Linked DNA regions of Mus musculus: all the other regions are linked to region 1. The links are chromatin contacts, called in public promoter capture Hi-C maps. All regions are on one chromosome and are shown on one strand. Each heading gives the region's core, a stretch centred on a gene start, on an enhancer-like site or on the middle of the called end of the contact. The rest is flanking DNA. Distances are from core to core; before and after follow the strand shown. Region 1 holds the start of Lrguk (leucine-rich repeats and guanylate kinase domain containing). Region 2 overlaps Podxl (podocalyxin-like). Region 3 has its middle 7.7 kb from the start of Gm31486. Region 4 has its middle 120 kb from the start of Gm31894. Region 5 has its middle 100 kb from the start of Gm31894. Region 6 has its middle 85 kb from the start of Gm31894.

What was found. Promoter capture Hi-C pulls out the DNA fragments that hold promoters and counts their contacts.
Region 2: a contact with region 1 is called in a promoter capture Hi-C map of hippocampal neurons, with 16 times the contacts expected there. The contact joins the enhancer-like site here to the promoter of Lrguk in region 1. A contact is called at or near these places in 4 of 39 promoter capture datasets (hippocampal neurons, liver and pre-B cells).
Region 3: a promoter capture Hi-C map of hippocampal neurons shows a contact between it and region 1, with 10 times the contacts expected there. The contact joins the enhancer-like site here to the promoter of Lrguk in region 1. A contact is called at or near these places in 4 of 39 promoter capture datasets (the 3T3-L1 cell line, the C10 cell line, hippocampal neurons and 1 more) and 1 of 115 datasets of contacts at active chromatin or transcription factors (embryonic stem cells).
Region 4: a contact with region 1 is called in a promoter capture Hi-C map of hippocampal neurons, with 12 times the contacts expected there. The contact joins the enhancer-like site here to the promoter of Lrguk in region 1. A contact is called at or near these places in 4 of 39 promoter capture datasets (the 3T3-L1 cell line, hippocampal neurons, liver and 1 more) and 1 of 9 other capture datasets (liver).
Region 5: a promoter capture Hi-C map of hippocampal neurons shows a contact between it and region 1, with 11 times the contacts expected there. The contact joins the enhancer-like site here to the promoter of Lrguk in region 1. A contact is called at or near these places in 4 of 39 promoter capture datasets (the 3T3-L1 cell line, cranial neural crest, hippocampal neurons and 1 more).
Region 6: a contact with region 1 is called in a promoter capture Hi-C map of hippocampal neurons, with 13 times the contacts expected there. The contact joins the enhancer-like site here to the promoter of Lrguk in region 1. A contact is called at or near these places in 8 of 39 promoter capture datasets (the 3T3-L1 cell line, the C10 cell line, cranial neural crest and 3 more), 1 of 15 datasets of contacts at CTCF or cohesin (large pre-B cells), 3 of 484 Hi-C or Micro-C datasets (B cells, cerebellar granule neurons and ventricular fibroblasts), 1 of 115 datasets of contacts at active chromatin or transcription factors (embryonic forebrain) and 2 of 9 other capture datasets (adipose tissue and liver).

The regions. Positions count from the first base shown.
Region 1 is chr6:34,026,898-34,032,002 of GRCm38.p6, reverse strand. Lrguk (leucine-rich repeats and guanylate kinase domain containing) reads right to left here and starts at 2,555. Exons shown (of 20, transcript NM_028886.1): 1 at 2,250-2,555. The coding sequence starts at 2,546. It overlaps Gm38786 (a long non-coding RNA gene), which reads left to right and starts at 2,279. Exons shown (of 4, transcript XR_868961.1): 1 at 2,279-2,363.
Region 2 is chr6:31,520,325-31,525,429 of GRCm38.p6, reverse strand. It overlaps Podxl (podocalyxin-like), which reads left to right. Exons shown (of 8, transcript NM_013723.3): 5 at 338-491; 6 at 699-760; 7 at 958-1,125; 8 at 2,211-5,105. The coding sequence ends at 2,408. Among named protein-coding and RNA genes, the nearest start is that of Podxl, 41 kb to the left of the region's middle. Within about 2 kb of position 2,234, at least 23 of the 459 cell types and tissues checked have an H3K27ac peak or open chromatin away from gene starts, as enhancers often do. A contact at or near this core is called in hippocampal neurons, where this site is marked.
Region 3 is chr6:31,594,865-31,599,969 of GRCm38.p6, reverse strand. No RefSeq gene overlaps it. Among named protein-coding and RNA genes, the nearest start is that of Gm31486, 7.7 kb to the left of the region's middle. Within about 2 kb of position 3,004, at least 123 of the 459 cell types and tissues checked have an H3K27ac peak or open chromatin away from gene starts, as enhancers often do. A contact at or near this core is called in hippocampal neurons, where this site is marked.
Region 4 is chr6:31,896,791-31,901,895 of GRCm38.p6, reverse strand. No RefSeq gene overlaps it. Among named protein-coding and RNA genes, the nearest start is that of Gm31894, 120 kb to the left of the region's middle. Within about 2 kb of position 2,610, at least 10 of the 459 cell types and tissues checked have an H3K27ac peak or open chromatin away from gene starts, as enhancers often do. A contact at or near this core is called in hippocampal neurons, where this site is marked.
Region 5 is chr6:31,914,832-31,919,936 of GRCm38.p6, reverse strand. No RefSeq gene overlaps it. Among named protein-coding and RNA genes, the nearest start is that of Gm31894, 100 kb to the left of the region's middle. Within about 2 kb of position 2,451, at least 15 of the 459 cell types and tissues checked have an H3K27ac peak or open chromatin away from gene starts, as enhancers often do. A contact at or near this core is called in hippocampal neurons, where this site is marked.
Region 6 is chr6:31,930,586-31,935,690 of GRCm38.p6, reverse strand. No RefSeq gene overlaps it. Among named protein-coding and RNA genes, the nearest start is that of Gm31894, 85 kb to the left of the region's middle. Within about 2 kb of position 2,135, at least 10 of the 459 cell types and tissues checked have an H3K27ac peak or open chromatin away from gene starts, as enhancers often do. A contact at or near this core is called in hippocampal neurons, where this site is marked.

The DNA of each region.
Region 1 (5,105 bases), core at 1,306-3,805:
ACTCTACTATGCTAAGTGTTTGGGATTTTTACTACACTTTCTATTTGTATGTGTATTGTGTACATGCACACATGCCACAGCACACATGTGGACGTCATAGGACCACGTTGGAGAGTCAAGTCTCTTCTTCCACTATGTGGGTCAAGGGGGTTGAACTCAGGTCATCAAGCTTGGCAGCGAATGTCTTTACATGAGAAGCTATCTCACCGGCCCGATGCTAAGCATTTTACATATAGGATAGCATTTAGTTATCCACGAGACAGAGGGGACTCTCAAGCACATTATAAGCTAAATCACTTATTCAGAATCTTGGTACTAACCAAAGGCTAGCCCACATCCCAGCCACAAGCCTTTCATCACAAAGGCTGTGCTCCAAACAGCCAGTCTCAGCCGCTTCCCTTAAAGTCATCAGGGCTTCTGCAGTCTGAAGCAGGCTGCACTGATGAATATGGCCACCACGTGATTACTTGGAATCAGGGTGAGAAACGGGAAATCAACCACTCAACAAGAACGTATACTTCACAACTTTTCAGCTCATTCCACATTTTAAAATGCAATACCGTGAAAAGTCAGTATCAGTATTTAGAATATAACTGGAGGAAATAATAAACTTTTTCTCAACATAGTCTCCAAACCAGAAAGGGGTAGCCAGTTGGATGGACCCCTTCTAACGGCTTGTTAATGGCATCCTGAAGACAGATTAATGATGGCGCTAATGAACTCATATCCAAGGAGCCTGTGCTAATTAGAATCATAAGTAATGCTGGTGGTTCATTTGTGAATTCCTCTGGGGTGGAAGATGGTGGAAACCACACAAACATTTCGAAGGAGCACAAACACAGCTACGGTTTGTCGTAGTCTCAGCTGAAGGTGGAAAATTAACCAACAAAGGGAGAATAAAATAAATGATGGCCTTTTTGGTTGTTTGTTATCATTATCTTCATCATCATCACCAGCATCACCATCATCATCATCATCATCGTTATTGTTAAGGCACGGTCTCACTGTGTGGTTCTATCAGTGTTTCTAGCTAATCAGAAACTGGGTGTGTAGACCAGGCTAACCTCTAACTCACGACAATCACCCTATCTCTGCCTCTCAGTGCCGGGTGAGAATGGCAAGAACGCCATTGCCAGCACACTGCTATAGCCAACTTCAAGCAACGTTAGAATGCAACCAGCCCAGGAAGAAAGATGTAGACTAGGAAAAACAAAAAGAGGGATGAGGGGGGAAATAGGCCAAATATTCCAAGTGCAGGAAAGGGCATTAGAGACAAGAGCCCAGGGAAAGGAGGGCAGAAGTGGAGTAACGGGAGGTCAGAGGCAGGAAGGACAAGAAAGAAGGCAAACCAGGAGCCATGTTTGACAGGGGGAGAAAGGTGGCTTGTGAAGAAGCTGAGGGAAAAGAAGGGGGAGCAGCGAAAAAAGGCAAGAAGTGAAATCAAGAAAGATGTTGGTTCTGAGTAGCTATGACAGAGAGAAAAGCCTAACTGGGTATGAGAGGGAAACAGATCAACCTACGATTTTGAAAAAGCACAATAAATAGAAGCCAATACTAGGAGTAAGGGAATGCAAGGTGGAAGGAAGCGAAGGGATGAGGAAGGACAGTCGGTGTGTGGGAATACAGTCAAGTGGGGAAGGGAAGTGGAATCAGGAGATTAGGAAAATAGTTAAGAGCGTTGGGAACGCTCCCCATAAGCCAAACTCTGCCAACTAGGGGTGAGCTGGCTCTCTCTGATCATGCTGTGGCTCCCTTCTAACCAGAAAGAGTGGGAGTGCTTAAATAGGCACACAAATACCCCGAGCAGAAGTAACATATAAAACGTATACATTATTTCGTCTTCAGCAGAGCATTGGGATTTTTTTTTAAACCACCCTGGAGGAAGGAAGAAGATGAATGGCCCGCATAATTTTGTCAATGCGTAATTTTGAAAGCATTAAACCCATACTGGTACACTGATTTTTTTCCCCCCGTTATAACAGTGTGTAATCTGACAGATAAGAAACTAGGAAAAGAAAGTAAATATTTGGAGGGTTTCACCCCCTTTCTCCAAGACAGGAGGTGAAGCACACGAGAAATGGGGGAATAAAAATAAGCAGCAAAGAAAAGCCCTTGCCCTCTGGCTAGAGTGGAGTGGGCTGAGCCCAGGGCTAGAGAAGGCAGAAGCAAGCTGCCGCTGAGGCAGCCAGGTTGAGCGGCTGGAGGATGCCTGAGACTGGGGTGCGGGTTGGGGAGGGGGGGAGGCACACCTCCAAATTCTGCATTTCGGACTCCTCTGACTCTTCAGATTCTCCGTCCTCCTGTTGCTTCTCTTCTTGCTCCGCTTCTGCCTCATGAGAGCGGTGGATGAGCTGGTGGAGGAGGTAAGAGGAGGCGCTTCTGAAAGTCCCTTTTGACTTCAGACCCAGGGGGAAAGAAGGCCAACGGCCCTGACTTTGTTTTTCTGTGAGCGACAGTATCGCCTGGGCTGCAATGCGAGAGGCGCCCAAACCCCGCCTGAAACGGGTGCCTTTCCATCTCGAGGGATTTCGCTCGAAGGCCGCCATCTTGTTTATACGCGTTGCCTAGGAGACTGACGTCATGGCCCGCGGCGCTGCAAGGAACTCTGGGGGGCTGTAGTCCAAGCTTCCGTACTTGCACATTCTGTCAAGGTCTCCATTGGCGTTCACTTTTGCAGCGTTCTGCTGCTTCTTTTATTTTCCTCTTTACGTTCAGTGGCTAGTGTTGTTCCTTTTTGCATGTACTTTTAATCCCTTTTCTCCACCCACTTTCTTTGTCTTCTTGCTGCCTGTCCTTCTTTGAGCTTGTTCACCTCACATTTGATAACATTCACACAAGCATCTCCAGTCTGGCTTCATTCACACCATCGAACTTTGGAAGCATTTGACATCCCTAATTCTGTCGGTCGGAAAGCTAGTAAAGATGAAATTTAACACTATGCACAGCGCCGTGGGAGGAGATGAGGCCGTGACATAGAAGATTGAAAAGACCTGACTCCTCTCCTTTTCCTTTCATTGTAGATAATGAAGAGAAACTACCAAAGGATTTTAAGAGCTCATTTGTAGTTAATTTACATACCTGTCCAACTCTGAGTCTGGTCCTTGGGAAGAAAAAAGCTAGCAGTGGGACCAGAGGGGCAGATTGGGGAAGGGAAGGAAGGGAAAGGGAGGAGAGAAAAGGAAAATAAATCAAACTAATTGTAGTGTATCTGAACCCCTGTGAAGAGGTTAGTATTCCATCAATAATTAGTCAAGTGACCTGCATCTGTAATTATTTTCATCCTGCTGAATAGTTTTATCAAATGTTCTTCTTGAAGGATTAGAAAAGGCATGGCATTCTGCTAGTGTGATTTTATGAAACCCAAATCCTATAGCCTTAAGCTCCACAAAATAGACATGCTATAGAAAAACAGAACGAGAACTGTAGCAACTATTATTGCCATAGCAATGACAACAGAGATCCTGACAGGGAAGTTGTCTTCATCCTCTGGCCTTACTGGGCCATTTCTCCATGCTTCAGTGACAGCCATTACAAATACAAAATGATCCTATCAATGGCTGTCAGGGGAAAAGGAGAAAAAATTCTTATGGACACCATCCATTGACTATTATCTTTCTTAGTGCTTGAGGGACCATTAAAACTGACATAAAGCTTTCAGAATTACCTTCCTTCATTATCTTGCGGCTCGTAACTGGAAAGGGCGCAATGAAAGTATCTCTCTGCTAGGTTTGCCTTGCCTGTTATTTCTTTTCCTAGTGGGTACCGATTTTGACAAGGGATTTCTCTCCAACCTCATTGCCTTAGGGTCTGGATCCACCTAACTAAGAAGACTAGAGTGTTCGCTCTGCTCTTGCAGAAATTATAAAAACGCAAACCCTATGTGTGTCTTCAATAACTTAATCAGCATTTGTAGCAGAGGGAACTTTGCTAACGGCAATCTACTGAGAAAAATGTTTGATGGTAGAGTTAGGATCTGTCAAAGAATAATTTCAAAACATGAAAAACATGTTTGCCCTACAAGGACTAGAATGAAACAGGCTGGGGAGAGTTTATTTGTTGGAGTTGGTCTCGTGAACTGTGCATTCAGATGCTTGTTCTGTGTCCCAAGGTCACATTTCAGTCTAGACGTGGGCATTGTATTGACCAATGTGCTATAAAGAATTCTCCCCAATCTCTGCTTGGACAATAAAAGGCTAGAGCCCAAGACTGGGAAGGAGAGAGAGGAAGGCAGAACTTGAAATGGAGTAGGGGGTCTTAGGTAGGGACTACAAGGAGAAGGAAAAAGGTAAAGGAAGAAGGAGGACTCCATGAGGCAGGATGGCCCATGATCATGTGGCCAAGAGAAGCTCACCCTGAGGCCACACATGAAACAAAACAAGACTCAGTTGGCAAGCAGTGGGTATATTCATCTGGTTATTAATAGCCTCATTGGGTTGTCATAGTGTCAGAACCTGCCCAGTTTAGGTTTGTAGCTTGTTAATGAATTCTGATGTCTTTGTGTTGTTTACTCAGGAGCTAAATGGGAAGGAGTGTGGCAGAAACAATAAATGACATCAGTAATTATTCAAGTCAATCAGAGTTAAAGATGGCAACCATATTCAGAATCCACAAGATAAGGAATTGTGACATAGACTTGCTAAGTTAGAGACTGTTCGAAGTAACTTTGAGGTCCCAAAGACAGAGCCCACCACTCCATCTGAAGCGTCTCAACAAAGCAAAATGTTACTCTTTTTCAGGAGGATGATTTAGAGAGAATGAAGGCACAGAGACAGGAAGTCCACTTGATGGTGGCAACTGTCTTTTTTCCACTGGCTGGAGTCTGACTTCAGGCTCTCAAGATTGGATAGTTTTTTAAAATCAAAGCTAGAGAAATGAAGGTGAAAGGAAGTCAATGACTTTAATCTGAGAATGTAGCAGGGGCTTACTGGGTTGGTGCTATTAAAACGTTTATGTAAAAGTCTTACTGGGTTGGAGAGATAAAAGATCTGAATTCCTTGTCCTAAACACAGGTTTTATAGTTGTAAAGGAGCTGGTAGAGAAGGCTGATATTTAATATTCCTTTCAGAGACAAAACAGGCTAATTTACTACAACATATTAAGACCTA
Region 2 (5,105 bases), core at 985-3,484, 2.5 Mb after region 1:
GTACCCTGTTTAATCCCACTCCCAGCTGAGGCATGATAATACAGCCACTGGGTCCAGAGCCTTAGGAACCTTGCAGGGAGGACAGGGGAAGCCTCGGGGGTGGGGGGTGACATGCAGACAAGATGCCCAGGCTGAGGGGATGGGAAAAGAGTTCAGAACGAGACTGAGAGGCTAAGGACCAGCCTGGGAGTCCTTAACTTAATTCCTGGCGACGTGGGAGCAGCACCAGTGAAGGGTGGAGAAGAGACTGTTGCAGGCTGAGCGGGCAGGGGGCAGCCTCACAAGCCCGAGCTGTTGTGGCAAAGCCTGGGAATCACTTGTGCTCTCGGTACACTAGGAAAGGAGCCCTCTGGATGAGAAAGAGAAACTCGTGGAACTGCTGTGTCACTCAGTCAAAGCGTCCTTCAAGCCAGCTGAGGATTTGTGCACTCTACATGTGGCCCCTATTCTAGATAACCAGGCGGTGGCAGTGAAGAGAATCATTATCGAGAGTGAGTCGAGGGTGAGGGGACCGGACCCTGTGTGGGAGGGAGTGCCACAGAAGGATGGTTAGGGGTGGAGGCACCTAAGACTATACAAGCCAGCCACCATCCCAGCAGACCCGAGGGACATCCTCCCCTTGGGTACCCCCTCTACCCCTGACATTTCACTCTGGGCTGGACCCTGGAGGCAGCATCTGTCTCTTGTCTCTCCCACAGCGAAGCTTTCTCCTAAGGCCGTGTATGAGCTACTGAAGGACAGATGGGATGACCTGACAGAGGTAAGGAGCTTTGCCCTGTATTGTCCTAAGCCCAGTGCCTTCTGGTGAGGAGTTCCTTTGATAGTATAAGCATGCAGGAGGCAGACATATGAACAGGGCGGGTGGTAGGATAGCAGCAGCAGACCCACACAGACTGGAGTGGAGACAAACGGTCTGGACTCCCGTTTTCTGTCACTTAAGTTCTGTGTCTTGGCCAGGCCGGAGTCAGTGACATGAAGCTGGGGAAGGAAGGGCCTCCAGAGGTCAATGAGGACCGCTTCAGCCTGCCGCTCATCATCACCATCGTCTGCATGGCATCCTTCCTGCTCCTTGTTGCTGCCCTCTACGGCTGCTGTCACCAGCGGATCTCCCAGAGGAAGGACCAGGTGAGTGTTTTCTTACTCTAGGTAGCCCAGTTACCCAATGTGTCTCTCACTCGGTCCCTCCACAGGAGTGGGCCTGGAGCCTTCGAACAGGTTCTTGTCCCCGCTGTCAAGCTAGCTTGTCTCTAACGCTGGAGACTCAAATGTGGAAGCAAGAGCAGAAACACTAGGGTTAAGCCGTGTCTGTAAGTCAATGTCTGTAAGTCAATCATAAGTCTACAGCCTTGTCGTCTGCATAGTGGGGATGGTCCCTTGCAGACCTGTTCTGGAGACTTAGGGGATATGATCCCTAAATATATTATATATCATATATGGCCTTGGGCAAGTGCTGCTCTAAAAAAGCTTCTTTCACCCAACCAACTAGAACCACATCTTCTCTGGTGTAGTGGTGGCGTACATTTGTAATGGCAGCACTTGGGAAGCTGATGCCGGGGGATTGCAAGTTGGAGGTCAGCCTGGGCTACACAGCAGGACCCTGTCTCAACTTTACAGTGCTGTTCTGCTGTGGGTCTCCACCCTAGCTGTAAACTAATGAGAGCATTAAGACAGTTCCCACTCCTATTGACCTCGTGCATTGACCGAGGCATGAGTGATGGCAGTGTGTATCCACAGCTGGATCTCAGAGCACAGACTACTGTCTGCACATCTGTAAGGGCCACCCTATTCACCTTGACCACTGAAAAGTCCTGTCAGGCTGCTCTGAAGGAGCCTTGTTTGTTTACTTATTTATTTATGTTGTTCTTCTCTGTTATTTATTATGGAATGATGTAGAAAAACAGAGGTTTTTATGGAGAGGGATGGAGAAGAGAAAAAAGATCTCAAGGACAAAATGTCTTCAGAAATCTCTCTCCATGATGTCACAGACTGCCACGGAATGAAGGTAGAAAGCAGCTGGTAATTTTAGGATATGGGGGAGTACTCATGAGATGGTCAGGCTAGTAGCCAGGGTGGTCTCTGCCCCCACAAGTGAACCACGGGAATTTAATCTGGCCAACTTGAGGTCCCTGGGTTGAATGGGGAAATGTTTCATATTAAAGCTCACAGCACTCCAAAATTGCCGTCTTCCTGTGTTATTGTCCCCATTTTAGCAACGGCTCACAGAGGAGCTGCAGACAGTGGAGAATGGTTACCATGACAACCCAACCTTGGAAGTGATGGAGACTCCTTCTGAGATGCAGGAGAAGAAGGTGGTCAACCTTAATGGGGAGCTGGGGGACAGTTGGATCGTCCCTCTGGACAACTTGACCAAGGATGACCTAGATGAGGAGGAAGACACACACCTCTGATCTGTCTGCTGGCCACCCCAACTGCACTGCAGAGCTCCAGACCACCCAAAGTGCCATTTGGACAGGGAGGGGGAAATCTTCCCACCTGAAGACAGAAAGACTGGGGAGGGAGAATGGACTCCGAAGGTTGTCTCCCTCCTCACAATCCCTACAGGGCCTTAATTTTCCTTTTCAAGTTCAACAAAGTCACATTCTGTCTAGTTCCCTCATGTAAAATAACCTACTTGTGCCTGAGCCCAGAGCAGGAAGGCAGGAGGAAGATGGAGAACGCCATGCGAGTCTCTGGAGCTCCTCCAGGAACGGCACCCTCTCATCTCATAACTGAGGCCTTAAGAGGTCAGGTGACTTGCACGGGGCCACACAGCCCTTTGGTGACAAAGGTTGTTTCCCTCAGTCTGGTGCTTAATTGCATCCAGACACACTACTGTGTTCATCTGTGCCCATTCCCCAAGGCACAAGACACTTGCAGGTGGGCAGGCTGGAAAAGAAAACCAAGCCTCTATGGTCTCAAGGACAGGTCCCCAATTTCCATCTCCTATAACATGGCCTCGGCTAGCTTGTTGTATCCCACCTCTCATGAGTTAGTCTTTAGTCCCATTATTTCCCAGGGCATGGCTTTGAACTTCTTGTTCTACATTCTGATTTCCTTGCCTTTCTTAGTGGGATTGGGACTAAACTCACAGGCCTCACTATCTAATGGAGTCTGCCTAAGGGGTGGGTGGGCAGGCAAAGGCATCTCATGCTCTGATGGCTTCCCCAATAGCTTCCTCATGGCAGCTGATTCTGTACTGAGACTGGCCTATCATTTAAGACACTCCCTAGAAGACACTTCTCAAAAATCTCCTCTGGCCGTCTGCTTCTGCTCCTTTTTTGTTGTTCACTGCTCAGCTGAGTGGGTGACTCCTCAAAACCTAGTGTCACATAGCAGTTGTCTAGGAACAGATATGTCCTGGGGTCCCAACTGGTCCCTGATTGGCAAATGTGTCTCAGTAGACAATCGATCTAACCTACCAGGCATTATTATTATTCCACAGGAAGCTCAGGGACTTTTCAAGTTGCTGAGAGCTTGGGTTGGTGTGCTGTGGTGTGTTGTGTGTGTGTGCGCCAGCTCCTTACTGCCAAAGGCCAAAGCTCAGATCGTGGAGACTGTGAGCTAATTCCATCGGTTTGCACCCTCCTTTGCCACATGGAGAAAGGCCCAGATTGTGCAGTTTTAAGATACCTTGGCCTACTCTCCCAGCACGGAGCCAGGCTTTTGTGTCTGGTGTGCTTTGTGGCATTCCAGCTGTCCCATTTCTGATGGCCTCTCAGGGAACATAAAACCATGCCTAGTACCTAGCACAGGATTTGTCCAGGCTCAGCGGTGTCAGGCAGCCATGTCCAAGGTTGCGAGGGCCCAGCATAGTGATGATGGGTTTCCTGAGAAAGGGGAAGGGGCCCTGTGTGGAGCTTTGAATTAGGCCCATGGTTTGTATTCTTGTGGTATAAGTTCCCAGGACTGTCTGGTTTGGAGCAGCTTATTTGAAAGGGGAGCTAGGGGGGCAGACAGGTGTCCTCTGCCTGAGTCCATCTTTACCACTGTCTCTCTGAGATACAGACTAGAGAGAAAGAAAAGGCTGACAGAAGTCAGGGAAGGCTCCTAGTGAGTTTCACAGGAGCTTGAAAAAAAGGCTAAGAAGAACTCAACAAGCCCCTTGGCATGCTTCTCTAAGGTTTGCAGGGGAGTGTGGGGAACAGTGCCAACTGGGGGGGGGGGGGGAATTAGGTCTGTTTGATCCCTGCATTAGGTTCTGCCACCCAGTGGGTTCATTCTGTCATGGTCCGAGAGGCAGACAGGATTTCTTCTTCTCAATGGGGCAAGGCCATTTGACAGACCGCAAATGCTTTTTCTGCAAACTGGTCACAGATTTCAACCCTACAGTCTGTCAGCTATGATTGTAATATTAGACAACAGATAGTGTGTCTGGGCTGGAGGAACAGCCATGGCTCTGACCAGACTGGCCCAGTGTTCCTTCTTGTGCACTCAAATTGTGTAGCCTTTTATTACCTGGCCTTCACTTGCTCTTACGGCTGGGACATCTGTTCAGCAAGACATGCTGCTAGCATCTATAAAAGTCATCTTCCTGTGGTTATGACCGGGTTTTTAGAGCTGTTAACTCAGAATCTCAGGCCCAGTCAGAGAAAAGGGAGAGGAAGGGAACTTTAGAGCCAGCTGTACCAAAGAGAAACCAGAGCTCTTCATTTCAGTGGCAAATGGTTCTCCCCTAGCTGCAAACCCCAAGGGCCCGATGGCTGTGCCTGAGCACACCCAGCAGCTCTTGTGCTCCCACGTGCATGTCAAGAGAGGCAGGTGAGCATGGGGCACTGAGCAGTCTGCCCGGCAGAAAAGGACCCAGACTCATCTAGGACACTCACTTCTATCTTCCCTGATAGAGTGAGCCAGCCCACTCTATCAGTGTTTGAGTTCTATTGGTCTTTGCCTATTTTTTGGACAATACACTGGTGAAACTTTGGAGAGTAAGTTGAAGTTGACAAGATCTATGCATATTTTTGACAATGTAAATACAAGAGCCACATGTTTATTTACCTTGTACTACTTTCAGAGAGTAAACTTGGGGTAAAGATTTGATAGCTATGAGAGATAGCTAAGCCTCCCTCCCCACTTCTGAACAAGAATGTAAATGTCTATTTAGTAGA
Region 3 (5,105 bases), core at 1,755-4,254, 2.4 Mb after region 1:
AATGAAAACCACAGAGAGGTGACAGCTAGTCTTCAGTACAGTATCCCTTAACCAGACTGGTCACAGTTTTTCTGGGGAATTCGGGACTCTCTTTCATGAGTTCTTCAGTCTCATTCATATATGGGCTCAGAAGCAGCTCAGGGGCCAGTTTATAATTGTTAGAGAGACAAACAATAGGGTAGACGGGCTATAAATCTCAGCAGATGCTGGGATAGATAAGAAGAAAAAAGTGAGATGCCTTTTGAGTTTTGAAATACCAGACAGAGGTAGGGGTGGTCGTTAAGCCTTTGATCCCAGAATCAGGAGGCAGAGGTAACGGTTCTCTGTGAATTTCAGGCCAGTATGTCCTACATAGTAAGTTCCAGGCCAGCCCAGGCTGCATAGGAGACCCTGCCTTAAAGCAAACAAACAAACAAGCTGGGCCTGGCAGCCCTGCCTGTGGTCCCAGAGCTCAGGAGGCAGAGGAAAGTGAATTTGAGGCCTGCCTATTTTGCATAATGAGTTCCAAGACAGCCAGGACTACAGAGTGAGACTTTGCCTCAAAAAATCAAAAGGAGGGAGAGAGAGAATAAATAACCAAAAGAAAGTGAATTTCAAAAAAGAAGGAAACCAGATCTAGTCATGAAGATCAGCAATATGTGTGTGTGTGTGTGTGTGTGTGTGTGTGTGTGTGTGTGTGTGTGTGTGTGTGTATGAATGAAGTGGGAGACGTCAGAGAAAAAAACTTAAAAACCTCCGGGGATCAGAACAAGTGTGTTTAGGATTTTGGCTGGTATACAAAGAAGGAATGAGCAGTCGAACATGGTGGCTGCTGTCTTAATGCCAGCACTGAGAGGGCAAAGGCAGGTGGACCTCTGAGTTTGAGGCCAGCCTGGTCTACAGAAAACTCTGTCCAAAAAAAGAAAGAAAGAAAAAAGAAAATGAGAGAGAGACAGAGAGACAGAGAGAGGAAGAACAAGAAGGAAAAGAAAGAAGAAAAAATCAGGCAGGCTTAGCAATGAAGTTCTGTAAGCGACCTCATTGAAAGAGGGCTTCTGAGACAGAAAAGTACGTTCTCTCTCTCCTGCAGGGATAATTATTCCTCCCATTGCCTTAACAAACCCCCAGGTAAACCAGCTTTCCTGAGGGGTGGTCTCCTGCCAGGTCCCCGACAGACTCAATTGCATTACCTTTGTGGGTAGGCAACCACAGCAGATAATGCTCTCTAAGCCTGGAGGCAGATAAGAACGTCACATGGGGGGGGGGGTCCTGGAACACCCAGTTTTTCATGTAGTATTTTTTTAAAAGTATTTTACATATTTTTAAAAAATACGACATATTTCAGTCATATTTTTTTCTCCTCCCTCGACTCCTCCCAGATCCTCTCCTGTGTTTTAAATATGGAGGGCAACTGTGAGGCTTCCTCTTCTAACAGGAAGTGGGGTTCAAAGGAAGACATTTATCTTCAAGGGCCTCCAAGGCTGCTAATCTCTTTCTACACACTTCAGCGCCATGACATCTGTCTCTGAGAATCACTGTCCAACCCTGGGCTCCCAAAGCAGTTTCACTCTCGGTTTTTGGATATCATTTTTGTTCTTCTAAAGGTTTGCTGTTTAATCTCCATGTGTATCTGGTCTTGTACTGCTCTGCTTGTCTCTTTTTCTTGGAGCTTTTAATTCCCCACTGAGTCTATCTGGATGTCTGTCTGTCTGTCTATCTGCCCGATTTATCTCCATGGTTTCTCCTTACGTGCACTGTTATTCTAATTTTTCTTGGAGCTTTTAATTCCCCACTGCACTGTTATTCTAATTTTTTTATAATTTGTTACGTGCACTGTTATTCTAATTTTTTTAAAGTATCTTTTTAATTAAAGATTTGGGTGGGCCCCAGGGCCACCCTCTATTCTAAACCTGCCTTTGTGTAGAGACTCAAGTCAGTGCAGCCAACCTCCCAATGAAAACACAAATACAATATATCGTGCCTAGTAGATTGAGGCAGGAGGATTGTTGCAATTTCAAGGTCCAACGTGGGCTACATAGAGTTCCAAACTCTCCCCTGTGTTATATAGTGAGACTCTGAGAGGTTGGGGGCTGTAGCTCATTGGGTAGGATGCTTACCCAGTGTGACATGAAGCCCTGGAAGCCATCTCCAGCAGAGCATAAGCAAGCATGTTAGACTATGCCTGTACTGTCAACACTCAGGAGTTCACAGTCATTCTCAGCTACACAAGAAGTTCAAGGCCAGTTTAGGATACATGAGACCCTCACTCTGGAAAAACAAAACACAAAAACCCTTACAAGTCCTCAGCCAGAGTCTTGGAGAGCAGTGTACATTTCTTCAGTGTCCGTGGAATGACGAAGGAAAGGTTGTACCATGGATCCATCATACATAAAATTTACTCCCATCTGAATGGGCTCTTGCTCTCTCTCTCTCCCTCTCTCTATTCTCCCTCTCCCTCCCCCCACACCCCATCTCTCTCTCCTTCTCTCCCTGAAATTCTTCTGAATTTTGCTGTTGTTTTGAAACAGATGAAGGACAGTCCTCTGGTACACTTACCATACTGCAAAGAAGTTGAACTTAGGGCCTCCTGCCTTCTTGGCCAGTAACCTATTGATAGAGCTTTATCCTCAACGCTTGCAGGCCCTGTTCTCATGTGTACTGCATACAGGATAGGTTTGCCACTCATCAAGGTCTCTGGGCCTGTGAAATTGGGACATTGAGGGGCAGGGTCGATTTATTGGGTACTGACTTATAAGGCTGTCAAGTCCTTCAGACCCTCCCAGGAGGATGGCTCTTCCCCTAACAAGGACAGCTCGCTCTCTCTCTCTCTCTCCCCTCAAGTCGTAAAGATCACCCCTTAGTCTACTGGGTCCCCTCCACCCAATGTGCGCCTCTCCAGCCCAGCCTGGCAGTGGAAGGGGAGTGAAGCCGGAGAAGAATCTGTGGAAATTCGAGGCTTTCATCTCTTAAACAAATAGCGCATTCCTCTGGGTTGCCGCTGCTGCTGGAATTAAACAATGATGTGTTCAGGGAGGCTCCAAGGCGTTACCTTAGCAACGCCCAGGCTGTTTTCATGCAAGATCCAGTTAAAGAGGAAGGAGAACAAAAAATAATCAAGGGACAGCCCTGGCTGGGGTCCAGGGACGAGGGTCTTTGGCTGAGTATTCGTGTTTTGTGTTCTGCTGGGTTTGTGGCCCTTCTTCTGCTAAGCTTCCTCTAGCTCTCCTGGTGTGTGCACGCCTGCGAGGCTGGCTCCCTGGAATACTAACACAGGCTCAGAAAGGAGACGGACAGACGTTACAGGTGGTCCGGCCTAAGCAGAGGTGACTTAGAAAGTCTAAAGGTCACAAGCCGAAGAGGACAAAAGAAGGTGCCTGCAGTCTTCTCCAAAGAGACTGATGGGCCTGTGACGGAGACCCAGACACACAGGCCCCTGCTGCCCACAGCATGGCCCATGGCACAAAAGGATCAGTGGCTCTCGGGAGCACCAGAGCCGTGCTGTATGCCCCAGCACCCTGGGTGGTTCATTTTTGCTTGTAATTCAGAGGCTTGGATAACTGATGGTGTCGTTCACACCTGTAGTCAAAGTGCTTGGGAGACTGAGGGTCCCGGCTTGTTACAAATCCAAGTCAGCATGGGCTACAGAATGGGACCTTGAAAAACAAAACGTGGTGGTAGTGTTGGGTTTTCTACGTCTTTCCTTGGTCATGGTGTCTGTTCTCAGCCGTAAACCCCTAACTAAGACGTGTAGTGAGATCTAGGTCCCCCAGAGCTACACAGTGAGACCTTATCTACAACAAAACTACAACACATAAAAATAATTTTCTTTTCTTTCTTTCTTTCTTTCTTTCTTTCTTTCTTTCTTTCTTTCTTTCCTTCCTTGTTTCTTTCTTTCTTTCTTTCCTTTCTTTCTTTCCTTTCTTTCTTTCTTTCCTTTCTTTCTTTCCTTTCTTCCTTTCTTTCTTTCTTCCTTCCTTTCTTTCTTTCTTTCTTTCTTTCCTTTCTTTCTTTCCTTTCTTTCTTCCTTTCCTTTCCTTTCTTTCTTTCTTTCTTTCTTTCTTTCTTTCTTTCTTTCTTTTCTTTCTCTCCTATAGAACCCTCTCAGGTTCAGCCCTAGTACTTGTTAGGGAAACAGCCTCAAACTCAGAAACCTGCCTGCCAAAAAAAAAAAAAGAAGAAGAAAGAAAGAAAAAAAGAAAAACAAAACGCTAGGAGTCAGTGCCTGTTCTCTCTCCCCTTCCACCACAGGATCCCGGGACAGAGCTGAGCTCAGGTTGTGGGCTTGGCAGCCAGTGCCTTTAACCTTGACCCTTCTCTTTGGCATGAAGTTTGTTTCTTTTTCTTTATGTGTTTGGTGGGGGGAGTGGGATTTTTGTTCTTTGTTTGTTTGGTTGGTTGGTTAGGGTTGTTGTTTTTTTGGTTTTTATTTTTTGTTTTCTGAGACAGGGTTTCTCTTTGTAGCCCTGGCTGTCCTGGAACTCACTTTGTAGACCTCAAACTTACAGAAATCCACCCACTTCCCCAGTACTGGGATTAATGGAGCTACCATATAGTTTCTAAGAATTGAACCTGGGTCCTCTGCAAGAGCAGTAAGTGCTCTTAAGCTTTGAGCTATCTCTCCAACCTCCTTTCAAATGTTATTTTTTATTTTGTATGTCTGAGTGTTTTACCCACGTGTATGTATAGTGATATGAGTGCATGTCCACCACTTGTGTACCCAAGGGAACTGGAAGAGGGTATCTGTTGAGGTTTGGTCTTTTGCTGTCTATTGTAATGCAGAATGTGGGTCCCCAATATGAAAGAGTCTGCATATACACCTTGGCCCCAAGTTATCACTGACTGGTAAATAAAGATGCCAACAGCTAATAGCTGGGCAGAGGAGACATAGGTTGGGTTTAGGGAAAGGAACCACGAGGGAGAAAAAGGTTTAGGAGGAGGAAGGAGAAGCTGCCATGGGTTAGGGGTCAAGAGAATGTGGCCCTGAGGGCTGGCCAATTGGAGTTAAGAGCAGCCCAGATGGAACACAGCAAGTAATAACTCGGGGTTATCAATAGGGAAGGAGATTCAAACAGCATAGAGGGTAGGCAGCTGCCCAGCTCTTGTGCTGTTTAAGGTTTCTTGTAAAT
Region 4 (5,105 bases), core at 1,361-3,860, 2.1 Mb after region 1:
CCAAACAGAATACCAACAAACTGGATCTCCAGATTTGGGTTTGGGTTTTTATTTCGTTAGTTGGTCATTGGGTTTTTTTGTGTTGTTGTTGTTGCTGCTGCTGTTGAGTTCTATTTTTCTGGAAAAATATATTTCTACCCACAAATCCACCTCCTTACTTAATTAGAGCATTCTCAGGTTCCTGGTTTCTTCTTCACCACCCTTGGGCCTTTTGTGTCTTTCCAGGACTTGGTCCATTTCATTAAAACTCTCGGATTGACTGCCATCAAATAAACTTTCCCATCGCACAGCTGCTCTGCTCTATGCGATCTTTGGTAAGTGCTGCTGACAATCTGTCTTGTGTATCTGTTGAATTCGGTCAGTCAGCCTAGACGCTCACTGGGTTGGTTCATCTTTGCCTTTGTTGACAATGTGTTCCTTTGGTTTCCCTGATTTCTGCTCTTAACTTAGTACTGGGTTCTTCCTTTCCTTTCCTTTGGTCATAATGTGTCCTCTTTTGAAAGTTAACTTTTTAACAGTTTTTTGTCTAGATACAATGTGTCACAATCACATTCACCACACTTGACCTTCTCACATCCACATTCCTCTGACCCCTTGCATCTTCCCCACTTGCCCCCCTTTCCTTTTATGCCATTTTAGGTGGGGTCTTAGCCACGCCGCCACATCTTCATGATTGCAAAGGCCATCTCATCCAGCAGACCAAGCTCCCCCTGCCATCAGCCCCCCTGCTGTCAGCTCTTGCAGTCTTTCCACCCCATCTTCTGCAGTGTTCTCTCAGCCTTAGAGGAAGTGCTAGAGATATCCGTGTAGGCCTGAACACTCAACATGCACTCACTCTCAGCACTTGAACCAGCTAGGACTCTGTAAAAAGAAGTTTCTCTTGCCAAGGCTAGCACAGCTTTAGCCTAATCACAAATATTAAGAAGGCAATATTAATAATCATTACTAATGATTTACACTTCTAAATTACATTTATTTTCCTGGCTTCTTAAAAGGGAAGTTGTATCATTACTTTGAAAACTGTCTGTTTTTCTTCTATTAGTATTTAATGCTAACAATAGCCCTCCTGTCACTCCTGCTGATACCACTCAGTTCCTTTTCATTGTTCTGAAAATAAATCCTAGTACCTCATGATTCTTTATCTGACCCATGGTTTATTTTAAAATACTTTATTAACTCCTGGATACTTCAGGATTTTTCAGATATGGTTCTTTTGAAAGTTTCTAATTTAATTTGGTCATGGGCAAAATGATTTTTTATGTAAGTTTAATCTAAGATTTGTTTAGTCTTATTTTTATGTGTCAGCATATAGTCTGACTTTGTACACATCCCAGAGGCATTTAAAAGGAAGATACATTCAACATTCATTGGGTAAAATGCCTAATAAATATTAATAAGGTAAAGTTTGGTAATAGGACTCAGGACTTCTACAGATTTTTGTCTAATTGTTCTATAAATGTCTACGTCAGACTGACAGGAGTCTCTGGCTGTAGCTTTGAGACTTTCTATTGTCCCTTTCAGACTTATCCTTTTTATTTGTGTATTTCAAAGCTGTATGCCTAGGTGTATACTCACTAAGAACTTTTTATGTCCTCTTAATTCATTGATGCTTTGGGTCATTGCCTAATGACCACTGTCTGTGGTAATTTTCCCTATCCTGAAGCCCCAGTTGTCTGACATTAATAAAGGCAACTGTGTTTTGCGTTAGTGGCTCATGGCATGTCTCCCTCTCTTACTTTTTACCTGTCTTTGTCTCTACACAGACGTGAGATTGTCTGCTGGTTAATCTACTGTTAGATCCCATTTCCATTCAGCTTCTTAAAAGCAATGTGTGTTTATCGGGCATGTCTCTGAATTCATTTTTCTCATTTACATACTGGGGGCCTGAAGCAGATGACCTGTAAGCCTCTTTCTAACAGTCTATGGTCCTCCTACTATGAAGTAGCCCTGTTGTGGCCTCTGCCCATCCTCTTGTCCATACAGCCAGCATCCTCTCCTGTTGTTGTCTGTGCTGTGATTTAAGGACACCTCCAGTTGTTCTCTACAGTCTTGCATCTCAGGGGTAGTGAGCGGACTCTGTGCGGGACGGCCTTCTCATGCTCTCATATAAGCATGATTCAAGCCCATTGTCCTCCTAGGGTACTCCATATTGAAGAAACGGAGGAGGAGGGAGGAGAAGGGGGAAGAGGAGGAGGAGGAGGAGGAGGAGAATAAGGAGGAGGAGGAGGAGAAAAGGAAGAAGAAGGAAGAAGGAGAAGAAGGAGAAGAGAAGAGAAGAAGAAGAAGAGAGAAGAGAGAAGAGAGAAGGAGGAGGAGGAGGAGGAGGAAGAGGAGGAGGAAGAGGAGGAGGAGGAGGAAGAAGAAGAAGAAGAAGAAGAAGAAGAAGAAGAAGAAGAAGAAGAAGAAGAAGAAGAAGAAGAAGAAGAAAGAGACAAAGAGAGGCCCCATTTGCCAGATTCTCCCTTTCCATCAACAATTTGCCCCCACGCATGTTCCATTATCCCTAATTAACTCCAACCTGAAAAATCCTTCATTCCTCTCCCCAAATGCCACAGAGTAGAAGCATTTCCTTTCCTCACTCCATCTGTTCCTGCCTTGGCAACTGCCCACTGGATGCTGCACTAGACAATGCACAGCAGCTCAGGGCCCAGCCCAAGGAGAGGAGGAGTAAAGCCGGAGCCAGCAGAGGTTGCCAAACTGTCCATGTGTCTCTCCTCTTCAGTCTACTCTAGCCTGTGTCGACCCTGTGTTGGCACCCCTGTTCCTTGGGCCTGTGGTCTCTGCCATCTGAAATGGGGTGAGCCATTGCCAGAATCTCCTTAAACTCTGGGCTATTGATAGGACAAATAAGGTCACAGCTAAAGGACAAGAATTGGCTGGATTTAAGGTGGTCGGGGAGCACTGAGATAATTAGCTTTTCTATACTAGCAAGCTGCAGATAGACACTGAAACTTTCTTTTCCCATCTTTCAGGCTGTTAAAAGATACTGTGATCTCCAAGTTCACCCCTAGAGTTTCTTTGTGTCCTGTGAAGAAAAGAAAGCAGAGGGGGGTGCAATTGACTCCGTAGTTGCTATTTCAGTTTCCAGAGGAGCCCAGCTTGTTGATTGAAGAGATTGTTATCGTGTTTGGGGCTCCGTGAAGGTGACCTTCAAATCTTTTGCTAAACCAAAGGCTCCTTTCCTCCCTCCCCCTAAACTGAGTCTGAGAAAAACTTAGAACAGGGAGAGTTGGGGTACTTGAAGAAACCAGGCTCTCTGAGAAAGGCTGAGGAAGCAAAGGAGACAGGTGAGGAGTTTATATGCTGCTCCCCAGAGTAGGGGATAATAGACTCCTAGGATAATGATTGGAGGGGCTGCTTTAATAAGACTCTGTATGTGCACTGGACCACCCCAGGGAGCCAGTGGCTAACTGGCAGAGCTGGCTGGAGCGCTGGATTCATGTGCCTTGCATTGGTGCCTACAGATGTACTCCCTCTGCACTTCGGGACTGAGGAGGGGGACGCAACCTGCAGAACTCTAAAGATGTGGGGTTATTTGTTGGAATAGGGAAGGGAGAAAGTGGGGGTAGATCTGTGTGGACAGTGAATGTTCCAACCATAAGCCCACACACACATACACATGCGCACACACACACACACACACACACACACACACACGCGGGGGGGGGGGGACAGAGACACAGAAACAGAGAAGGAGATTTTTAAAGGGGAGAAGAGAATACACACAGAGGGACATAGACAACCTATGACCCAGACCTTCCTTCCAATAGCTTTTCTGGGGTGGGGTGGGGGTGGAAAGGGGGTGCATGTGTGCAGACACCAAAGGACAGGCTCTAGAATCATTCCTCAGGTACCCCTCGCCCTGATTTTTGCAACAAGGTTCCTCACTGACTTGGAAATTGCCAAGTAGGCTAGGCAAGCCAGCCAGCACACCCCAGGGTGAATCACCATACCCTACTTTCACCCTACTTTTCTAAATCCAGGTTCTCAGACCACAGTCTTACTATGTCTCAAAACTTTCCTGAAGGAAGGGGCCTGGATGCTGTCAGCCCCAGGACAATGAGCTAGACTGCCCTTTGTCTAATCTTCTTCTTGTCACTGTCCCTATGCCCTGAGACTCTCTCTCTTCCCTCTCCAAGTTCCTTGGGTGTCCCTCATAAAATCTCCACAAACACAAACCACAGAAGGCCTGGCTTTCTTGAGAAGTCCACTGCGAGCTAGCTGCCTTTCCTACAAGCTCCACTTTCCTGCAAAGCCATCCTCACAGGGTACCCGAGGAGAGGCTCTGTAAGAGCATCACTTCCTTACCACGAAGCAGTAAGGTACTTTCCTTCGATGCTGACTCTACCTTAAAGCCAGAAGAACCCTATTCCCCAGGATCCTCCATGGGGCCAGAGACCAGATTATAATAGTCAAGGGTTGAGTAAAGGTCACGTCTATAATGCTACCCTCTTATCCACACTCTGGAGACCCGGGTTGGCTTCTGGAAGCTGTGGGGAGGGGTGTGAGCTCAAGTTCATATGCTGATTTTGCTCAGTGGATATCAATGGCCTTCAGCAGTGATGCTTTTGGTAGCTGAGTCCTCTGCCAGCCTCTCAGTCAAATTACTGGTGTTATAGGAATCTGTTTTTAAAACTCCCTCTGCAAGTCAATAGAATGTCAATTTAGTTCTTCTTTTGTTAAGTCTGTATAATGCCTGTCCTTTTCTTTGCCTGTTAAATGAATCTCAGGGTCACCTCCCAGCCCTGCTCTCCTTCACTGTCCTCAGTAAGCCATCTGCCCTTGAGCCTTGGGGCAGTAAACTGCCTTATGTTCCCGGTTCTGTTTCCCCTCCTCCACAGTCCCCATCCTCACGAAAGAAAAGTCACCAAGTAACGGCCAGAGGGTGAAGGTCATAGCATAGCTCAGAAGGTGGAAGGATGGAAGCCTCGGTCATGAAGAGGCATCTGAACTCTTATAACCTCTTCTATGTGTCAAGATTCTTGAATTACAAAGATTGGAAACCAACTCCCTTAAAGGAGACGCTAGAGAACAGGAGCTAAGCAAAACCCTTGGGTTGTCCCAGCGGCATCAGTGTGTCCGTTGTGGTGTCATGTTGGGAAGAG
Region 5 (5,105 bases), core at 1,202-3,701, 2.1 Mb after region 1:
GTCATGGTCACTCCATTCAAAGCCATGGTGTGAGGAATTAATACACAGTTCTCCAAAGAAAGCATGCGACAATCATCAGAGAAATGAGAATCAAATCCATGGTGAGGTTCACCTCACATCTGCCAAGAGACTGTTTTTTGAAGAACAAAGCCAACTGCTAGTGAAATGCTTAGGGTCTAGAGCCCTTAGGTTATGTCGGTGGGAAAGCTAAGGAATGCAGGGTTTAAATTCCTCAAAAACATGAGAATGTCATAGAATTCAGAAGTCTCCTGAGTATTTACCTAAAAGAATTGAAATCAAAATCTCAGACTCATTAGCAGTCCCGTGTCCACTGTGGCGTTATTCACGATAGCCAACGAGTAGAAATGAGTTGACATTCATCTATGGTTAAATGGATACAGGGGCCAGGGTGGATCCACACATCCCCATCCTATGTAGCCTTGGAAAAAGAAAGTCCTGCAATGTGTGCCTATAGCAGGCAGCATGGCAGACAATGGCACTGTGATGGATGGAAAGAGGTGGTCACAGAAAACTGATGACTATATGGGTTATAGTTCAACAGTGGTTGTCTGGGACAGGCAAGAGGGAACTGCAGAGTTACTAACCAAGGAGTAGTAAGCTTTAGTTAACCTAGATGAAGCAGCTGTGAAGCTCTAGTGCAGAGTATTGTCTCTGTGACCAACAGCACTGTGTTGCATACTTAGAAATGTTGGAAGGTGATTCTCATATGAAGTGTTCTTACCACAGAAAACAGGAAGTTTTTAAACCACACTGTTATTGCAAGCTGGGAGAGAAGAGAGGGAGACAATAGATAGAACACTGTGTCTGTGACATATGCACGTACATTACATGTGTGCAGGTGCAGGAGTACACATCTTCATGTATGTCTGTGCATGTGGAGGCCAGAGTCTGATGGCAGGTATCTTCTTCAGTCTCTCTCCACCTTACATTTTGAGACAGGGTCTCCCACTAAACCTAGATTGTTGACTAGGCTGACTGGCCAAGAAGCTCTAGTGATCGATCCTCACATCTCCTCCAACTCAGCTGTGGGATTACAGGCATGTGCTACCACACCCAGGTCTTCAAGTGGGTGGCAGAGAGATAAACTCGGGTCTCCTTGTGCTTATCATTTTACTAACTGTGCTATATCCCCAGCCACAAGTACAAATAGAATTTGAAAAAAACTACTGCAGCTTCCCTGTCACCCAAACCTCTGTCCTTTTGAACAGCTCACACTGCACTGTTGGTTAGACAATCTAAAAATCACTTTGGACAAGTCATTTGAGACAGATGCTCTGTCTGTCTATCTATCTATCTATCTATCTATCTATCTATCTATCTATCTATCTATCTATCATTGTGATTCAGAACCTGAGAAAAACTTCAACACAAGACTTCTGAAAGGGTTGGGAGAGATGGGGGCTGATGGAAGTGTTAAAAAGTGGATCCTTGGGAGATGATCAAATGTAAATTAAGATAGAGAAACAGAAATTAATTCCCATTTTCAAAGGGCTTGTCATCAATGTATTGGATAGCATTCTGAGAATTTGTGTTAAGGATGTGAAGACTCAGAATCTGCTTCTGGGCAGGGAAATGGATTTGCACTTAAGTTCTACAGATGAGTGTTAAAAACTCCCTAGATTGTGAAGGTTGGAGGAAACAGAGGAGAGGGGATTACAGTAGACTGAAATCTCTTTGTCCGGAGGTATTTCAGAAAGGAGTCCTACCTAGACACATCAGGATTAATTCTGCCTTCAGTTAACACTCTCCCTTCTTACTGAGTCCCCAAGGCTGGGTGATAGACTGTCCTCTTGGCCACATGGGGTCTCTTTGTAGGAGCCATGACCACTGAGACAGCTACAGGCAAGTGCCAGACAAGAGCTTCCTCTGCAGGGCTGGGAGTTCCATCCAGCCTGTAGACTGTCTCCAAGATTTCCCTTCTCCCCAAAAGACCGCCTCCATGGCAGCCATATGGTGCCTACTGCTGCCAGCCACCCCCGGGCACACGCAGTTCCTACAGTAGAGAAGGAGAATCGGTTACCTGCAGGGATGCCTCCTCCACTGTGTAAGGTGGAGGCACAGGGGAGAGTAATTGATGCTTAGTTTTGCTTTTAAGCAACTGGCAGACATAAAGAATACAAAGACAGGGTAGATTGGAAGCAGTCAAGTTTCGGGAAGAGTTCCTACACGATCACTCTCCACGGGGCTGCTCTCTTCCCATATGTCTCCTGATACCCAAAGGGAGCACTCTCTCCTCATGACTGAAAAGCCAAACAAACCTGCCACTTGCGTTCCCATCACCCGGTCACTTGGGCACAGAGTGGCAGTAGGTGGCAACTGAATTAATGTGGCTCTAAAGTAATTTGAAAACGCCAAGAGTAGCAAATGATCACATGAAAATGCAAATCGTTGCTTATCTGGACTGCCCCGCAGATGCTGTGATTCATCATTGACTGTTCAGCTGGATTTCCAAGTGAGATCTCAGTAAGCGGGTGGAAAGGGAGGGCTGGCCACCTTCTGCCTGCAGAGATTTATAGCTCCTTTTATCCAGATGTAAAGCACCCGGAGTTGGAAGGAAATATTAAATGTATAAAATCTCAATCTATCATGTAGTCCTATTCGAGGAGGATCAAAGGGCACACAAGCCTGCACTTACACCCCCCCAGACGCCCCTCCCTCCACACATGCATACAGGTTTTGTGCAATCCAGCCATTATTTTGCTTCTTACCTGAGTTGAGGCAAATTCTTCTACCCAATTGTCAACTCACCCTTCAAACTACCCATCCATCTATCATGCACTCATTCAGTCATCCACCCACCTGTCCATTCATCTTTCATTTGCCTATCTATCCATCTGCCCATTCAACCACCCATTCATTTATTCATCTATTTATCCATCCATTCATTCACCTACACATCTACCACTTTCATATATATACACACACACACACACACACACACACACACACACACACACACACATCTATTCATCAACCACCCACTCGTTCAACCACTCACTCATCCAACCACACATTTTTCTGTCCAGCCACCAACATGTCCATACTTCTACCCATAAGCCCATCCATCCATTCATCCATCTGTTTATCCACCCATCTATCTACCTACTTATCCATCCATCTGTCCATTTATCCATCCATCCATCCATCCATCCATCCATCCATCCACCCACCCACCCATCTACCCATACATCCAGAATTTCTTTCACACATTTGATTATTTTAAAAAAATATATTTGTTAATGAATCCACCAAGGGTTCCCTGCTGGCCATAAGCCCAGTGCCTGATTTAGAAAGGGACCCACATGCTCCCATGGATGCCTATAATTGTGGCTATATAAACATCACAAATTAGACTCAGTGGGTTATAAACAGACAAAAATAACATGAAATTAGGAGGAGTGGATGATAAAGCCAGAACAGGGTGTGACAAGGTAAATATGATAAAAATACATTTCACATAGATATGAAATTCTCCCAAAATTTGGTAAAACATTTGTATTAAAATTGGGGTATCTCACCATCATCAGAACCCAGCACTCCCACTTCGCCCAGTCCAGGGCACCCCAACACACCGGAAAACATAGACCTGGATTTAAAAGCATATCTCATGATGATGGTAGAGGACATCAAGAAGGACTAAATAACTCACTTAAAGAAATTCAGGAGAACACTGCTAAACAGGTAGAAAACATTAAAGAGGAAGCACAAAAATCCCTTATAGAATTGCAGGAAAACACAACCAAACAGGTGATGGAATTGAATAAAACCATCGAAGACCTAAAAAGGGAAGTAGACACAATAAAGAAAATCCAAAGTGAGGCAACTCTGGAGATAGAAACCCTAGGAAAGAAATCTGGAACCATAGATGCGAGCATCAGCAACAGAATACAAGAGATGGAAGAGAGAATATCAGGTGCAGAAGATTCCATAGAGAACATCGGCACAACAATCAAAGAAAATGGAAAATACAAAAAATCCTAACTCAAAACATCCAGGAAATCCAGGACACAATGAGAAGACCAAACCTACAGATAATAGGAGTAGATGAGAATGAAGATTTTCAACTCAAAGGACTGGCAAAATTATGGAAGAAAACTTCCCAAATCTAAAGAAAGAGATGCCCATGAACATATAAGAAGCCTACAGAACTCCAAATAGACTGGACCAGAAAAGAAATTTCTCCCGACACATAATAATCAGAACAACAAATGCACTAAATAAAGATAGAATACTAAAAGCAGTAAGGGAAAAAGGTCAAGTAACATATAAAGGCAAGCCTATCAGAATTACACCAGATTTTTCACCAGAGACTATGAAAGCCAGAAGATCCTGGACAGATGTTATACAGACACTAAGAGAACACAAATTCCAGCCCAGGCTACTATACCCAGCCAAACTCTCAATTACCATAGATGGAGAAACCAAAGTATTCCACGACAAAACCAAATTCACACATTACCTTTCCACGAAACCAGCCCTTCAAAGGATAATAACAGAGAAAAACCAATACAAGGACAGGAACCTCGCCCTAGAAAAAACAAGAAGGTAATCCCTCAACAAACCTAAAAGAAGACAGCCACAAAAACAGAATGCCAACTTTAACAACAAAAATAAGAGGAAGCAACAATTACTTTTCCTTAATATCTCTTAATATCAATGGTCTCAACTCCCCAATAAAAAGACATAGACTAACAAACTGGCTACACAATCAAGACCCAACATTTTGCTGCTTTCAGGAAACTCATCTCAGAGAAAAAGATAGACACTACCTCAGAATGAAAGGCTGGAAAACAATTTTCCAAGCAAATGGTATGAAGAAACAAGCTGGAGTAGCCATCCTAATATCTGATAAGATTGACTTCCAACCCAAAGTCATCAAAAAAGACAAGGAGGGGCACTTCATTCTCATCAAAGGTAAAATCCTCCAAGAGGAACTATCAATTCTGAATATCTATGCTCCAAATACAAGGGCAGCCACATTCATTAAAGAAACTTTAGTAAAGCTCAAAGCACACATTGCACCTCACACAATAATAGTGGGAAACTTCAACACACCACTTCCACCAATGGACAGATCATGGAAA
Region 6 (5,105 bases), core at 886-3,385, 2.1 Mb after region 1:
TTCAAACTCGGGCAGTCAGGCTTGGCAGCATCACCTGCTGAGCCACTTCACCAGTCCCTCATTCTTATATAATTATGGCAATTTATATACAGTGTAATGGTAATTACCTTAGCCAAGCCACTCTTGTGCAATATGGCAGCACTAAGTACAACTCTGGTGGTACACAAGCGCCATCACTATCTATACCCAAAGATTTCCGTCATCTATAACACAGCTAAACACTGCAAACTGTCAGTCCCCATTCCCTCTTCTGCGCTCCCCCATCATCCAAACTCTGCATCCTCCCTCTGTGGGTTTGACTTCCCTAGGACCCTCACCTGGGTAAACTCCGAGTCAATTCACCATCTCATGCCTGACTCATTTCACCTAGTGCAATGCTTCCAAGATCCATCCATGTTGTACCACATATCACTTTGCCGTACCAAATTTTCACTGATAGTCACATAGCCAATTAAGATCCCACTGTAAACCACACTTCTCCATTCATGCACCAGTGAGCGCCTAGATGATTCCAGGCTTCTAGCTATGGTGAATAATGAATGCTGCCGTAGACACAGGTGTAGGAGAAATTCCGTTCGAGTCTCTGCTTTCAGGTTTTCTGACTGTAAACTTAGGAATGGAAGCACTGGGCAGGTGCTATCTCCGCGTGTGTTTCTGAGGAGCTGCCAAAGTGTTTCCCAATGACGTCACACCATTTACACTGTCACCAGCCATGTGGGGCTCCAGTTTCCTCACGTCGGGACCAACACTTGCTAATTTCCTTTTATTTTTATTATTATAATTATGATGATGATGATTATGGTTATTCTTATAGATATGAATTTGATGATATAGGAGGAAGAGCTTGCAGGCTCCGCCTCTCTGTGATGATCTTGGAGGAGGAGCTTGCAGTCCCCGCCTTGGAGAAGGAGCTTGCAGTCCCCGCCAAGGAGCTTGCAGTCCCCCCCTCTCTGGAAATTTCATTCTAAGCTTGACTCCTCTCGACACAGAGGGCCCTTATTTGGATTGTCCTGACTTTTCAGCCCATTGAGTATAACCTATGTACTTTGAAGATTGACAGCTCCTGGAGGAGAGGAATTGTCTACCCATGGTTCTGAGTCCCATGGTCTCGTTCCCACTTAGCATGGGGAGAGGAGGGGAACCCTCAGGCAGCTAGCCCCACCTCATGAACCAAAGCAGACAATTGATCACTACCATCTACTTTGAACTGCACATTTCATTCCTCAGTCTAGCTGTCCCAGCCCTTCCTGTTGAAAGGACCTGGAAAACCGAATGACTTGAGGATAGCTTTTTGATACTTGGGAGTAAATAAATAAATAAATAGGATTGTTTGTTTACATTTAAGAACCCCAGAGCCCAGAGGTGATTAGAGGGGATACTGAAAGAATGAATTTAATCACAGAATCAAATCTCCAGAGAGGCGGGGCCTACAAGCTCCTCCTCATCCCCTCCTTTATGCTCCTCTGTGGACCTCAGCTGCAGAGTTGCTGCTGCCACACTCCCTGACATGTAACCACCATCAGCCTCTGCCCGCTGAAGGGCGTGGCTTCCCCTGGGGCGCCTGCGGAATTCAGGAATACTTGGTTACCTCATACAATCCAGCTAAAGTCACAAGCAAAGTTCTCAGCTGTTACCAAAACACCTAAAGCCCTAGCATTGCTAAGGGCACACGCTGCTGGGCCCTTAGGGGAGTTCAGGCTACTCCGAGAGAAAGCAATGGCGTGGGGGCAATGGCGGCTATGGTACCTGTGCGGTCATAGGAACAGCAGAAGGGCCCAGAAGCCCACTGACCAGAAATAGGCAGAGGCTAGAGAGTGGGTGCACACTCGGGGCTGCGGGGGAATGAAGCAGAGAGATCAACAGTAAATTCAACTGCGATAGGGCTGCCCCTACAATCGCCTCCTGGCTCCTTCTCTCCCCATCTCTCTCCCAGTCACTATCAAAGCAAAATTTATGAGGGGCTCCAGGCATTGGATATTCCTTGTATTTCAATCTAACTCTTTGCAATCTCAAGTGAACAGCTTGGCTGTCTCTGCCTGTCAGGGAATTTAAATTGCAGATGGGGTAGTGAACAGGCTGCCCTGCGCAGGAGCAGCCCCTCTGGTGAGCACCATCATCGCTTAGCAACGAGAAGTTTATGAGGCAGTGGAAAGTTCCACTCTGGAAAGTGCCCTTGACCCAGAGCATCTCCCAGGAAATGAGAGGAAGCTTCCCAGAGAAAGGCCCAGACAGATAGGAGGTCAGTTTGTGTCACAGCTGGGGTCAGGGAGCACAGCCGGGGGCGGAATCAGCTTCATTCTGCACAGCCATTGTGGAATGTGTCTTCTGTGACACGCAGTGTCTTCACCAGACTCCATGTCATCTTTGACATTCCATTGTTTCAGAGATTGTTTTCTAGCTAAACACGAAGTCTCTTCTCTGAGTCTCCTCCTACCTCACACGCCATCAACCAGTAAATATAGTAGTGAACAACACACACACACACACACACACACACAAACACACACAAATTGTCAACAAATACAAATAGCCAGTGCAAAAGAGAACCAGCCCACTGAATCTGCTCCTAGTTAGAGCTCAGTTCTCCATAGCATGTATATAATTATGAGGTCAGTCAAGCATCACCACACTTAACATTTTATTCTGGAAGTCACAATTGCCCCAAAGTACTCAAGCACATCGCCAAGGCATATCCTTCTGCTCAGATAATTGTCTTTGGGAATAAGAATGTGGGAAGCAGTAACCCTATGTGAATGGCTAGCAAATACTACAGATACTGATATTCCGTTGACTTTGGGTCATTGTATAACCCACATGCTCAACACAGGGAAAATCATCAGACACACCAAGCTCCAGCCTGAGTTTGGAAGACAATCAACGTATTTCTAGGTATTTGGTGTGGGTGAATTATATCTTCCCCTATAAAAAATATCTTGGAGTCCACCTGCATACTATAGAAGTGTTCTCATTTAGTAATAGGGTCTCTGTAGACAGAATTGATTTAGATAAAACTGTCTTTAGGATGAAGTAGGATGCCCAGTACGACTGATGCCCTTAGGAAAGGCAGAGCCACCATAAAATGGTGCAAAGATGCAAGAACACACACAATGATGGAGGCAGAGATGGGAAAACACGACAACAAGTAAAGGAAAGCAAGAATACAGAGGGTGGAAGAGGCGGCAATCTCTCTTGTAGGTCTTTGGAGGTACAATAGCCCTATGGACACTTTGGTCTTGACCTTCCAGTCTTCAGAAATGTGGGGCAATGCATTTCTAATGGTTTAAGTGGCCCCATTTGCATTCCTAGGAAATTAATCCAAAAGCTGGCATTCAGCTCAGCTGGTAAAGTAATCACCTAGTATGTATCTAAATATCACCTCTGGGGGGTAAATCTGAGAGCATCATAAACTGCAACATCAGCATTGGGGTAGGAGGATCAGGAGTTCAGGGTTAACTGCATAGCAAATTCCAAGCAGCCCGGCCTACAAGAGATCTTGTCTCAAAAGAGAAAGGGGGGGGGGGTGTAAAGTAACTAATCCAGATCCTCTGTCATTTTTCTGTTGAAGGGACCAGGATGATCCTATGTGGGCACAGCAGCACCTCGGGATGTAATAAAAATGGTCTGCATGAATGAAACCCTAGAAGAATGAAGACCAAAGTGTGGACACTGTGCCCCTTCTTAGAATTGGGAACAAAACACCCATGGAAGGAGTTACAGAGACAAAGTTTGGAGCTGAGACAAAAGGATGAACCATCTAGAGACTGCCTTATCTAGGGATCCACCCATAATCAGCTTCCAAACGCTGACACCACTGCATACACTAGCAAGATTTTGCTGAAAGGACCCAGATATAGCTGTCTCTTGTGAGTCTAGGCCGGGGCCTAGCAAACACATAAGTGGGTGGTGGGTGCTCACAGTCAGCAATTGGATGGATCACAGGGCCCCCAATGGAGGAGCTAGAGAAAGTATCCAAGGAGCTAAAGAGATCTGCAACCCTGTAGGTGCAACAACATTATGAACTAACCAGTACCCCGGAGCTCTTGACTCTAGCTACATATGTATCAAAAGATGGCCTAGTCGGCCATCACTGGAAAGAGAGGCCCATTGGACACACAAACTTTATATGCCCCAGTACAGGGGAACGCCAGGGCCAAAAGAATGGGAATGGGTGGGTAGGAAAGTGTGGGGGGGGGAAGGATATGGGTGACTTTTGGGATAGCATTGGAAATGTCATTGAGGAAAATACGTAATAAAAAAAAGGGGGGGGGAATGGTCTGCATGGGACAGAGTTGACAGCTGGGACTGTCCGATGTGACTCAGGATGCAGGGGCCTGGGTGAAGGCTGGGGCCTTGAATATCTTTGCTATTTGAAGCAAGGAAATGAATACTGTGTTTTCATGGCCCTGAGTGTTCAGTCAGGGGTGGAGCCGTCACCCTCACCTTATCCTCCTCAGATGCTGACTGGCCTGTCTTTTAGCCTGCACCGCCTCAGTGGAGGAATGAGCCTCTTCCAGGGCAAGCGCTACTCCTTATCCTTCTGTGTATCCCAGAGAGTGTCACATTATTAATAGTCGCCCAATTAATCTGTGGTAGATTGACACATGAGACACGAAAATACAAGAATCATAATTTCCCCAGAATATAACCAGGAGAAGTCAGACTTAGCCCCCTGCATCTCTGAGTTATTACCGCTGTGACATCAGTAACTTACTGGCATGTGGATAATTGTAGCTTTCCATTTAACTAATTCAGAATATGTTTATATGAGGTACTTGACCTCATATTCCTGGTGAACAATGCTTGCATAAATGAATGAGAGAATGTGTGTGTGCATATACACAAATACATACAACCATATATGTACACACACACACATACACACACACACACACACACACACACACACACACACACACGCGAGGATCTGGGGAGAAATGCCACTCAATAATGAAGATCTGACTTCTCAAAACTCAAAAACAAAAACCTCTGACCATCTCTGGTTAGTCTCCCGTCTGTTAGGTCTCTGAGTGTCCCATCTTCAGCTGCTTTCACAGTCAGAGATCTTCACAAAGACCTTGAGCTGTCAGCCACACTCAGCCCCAGCA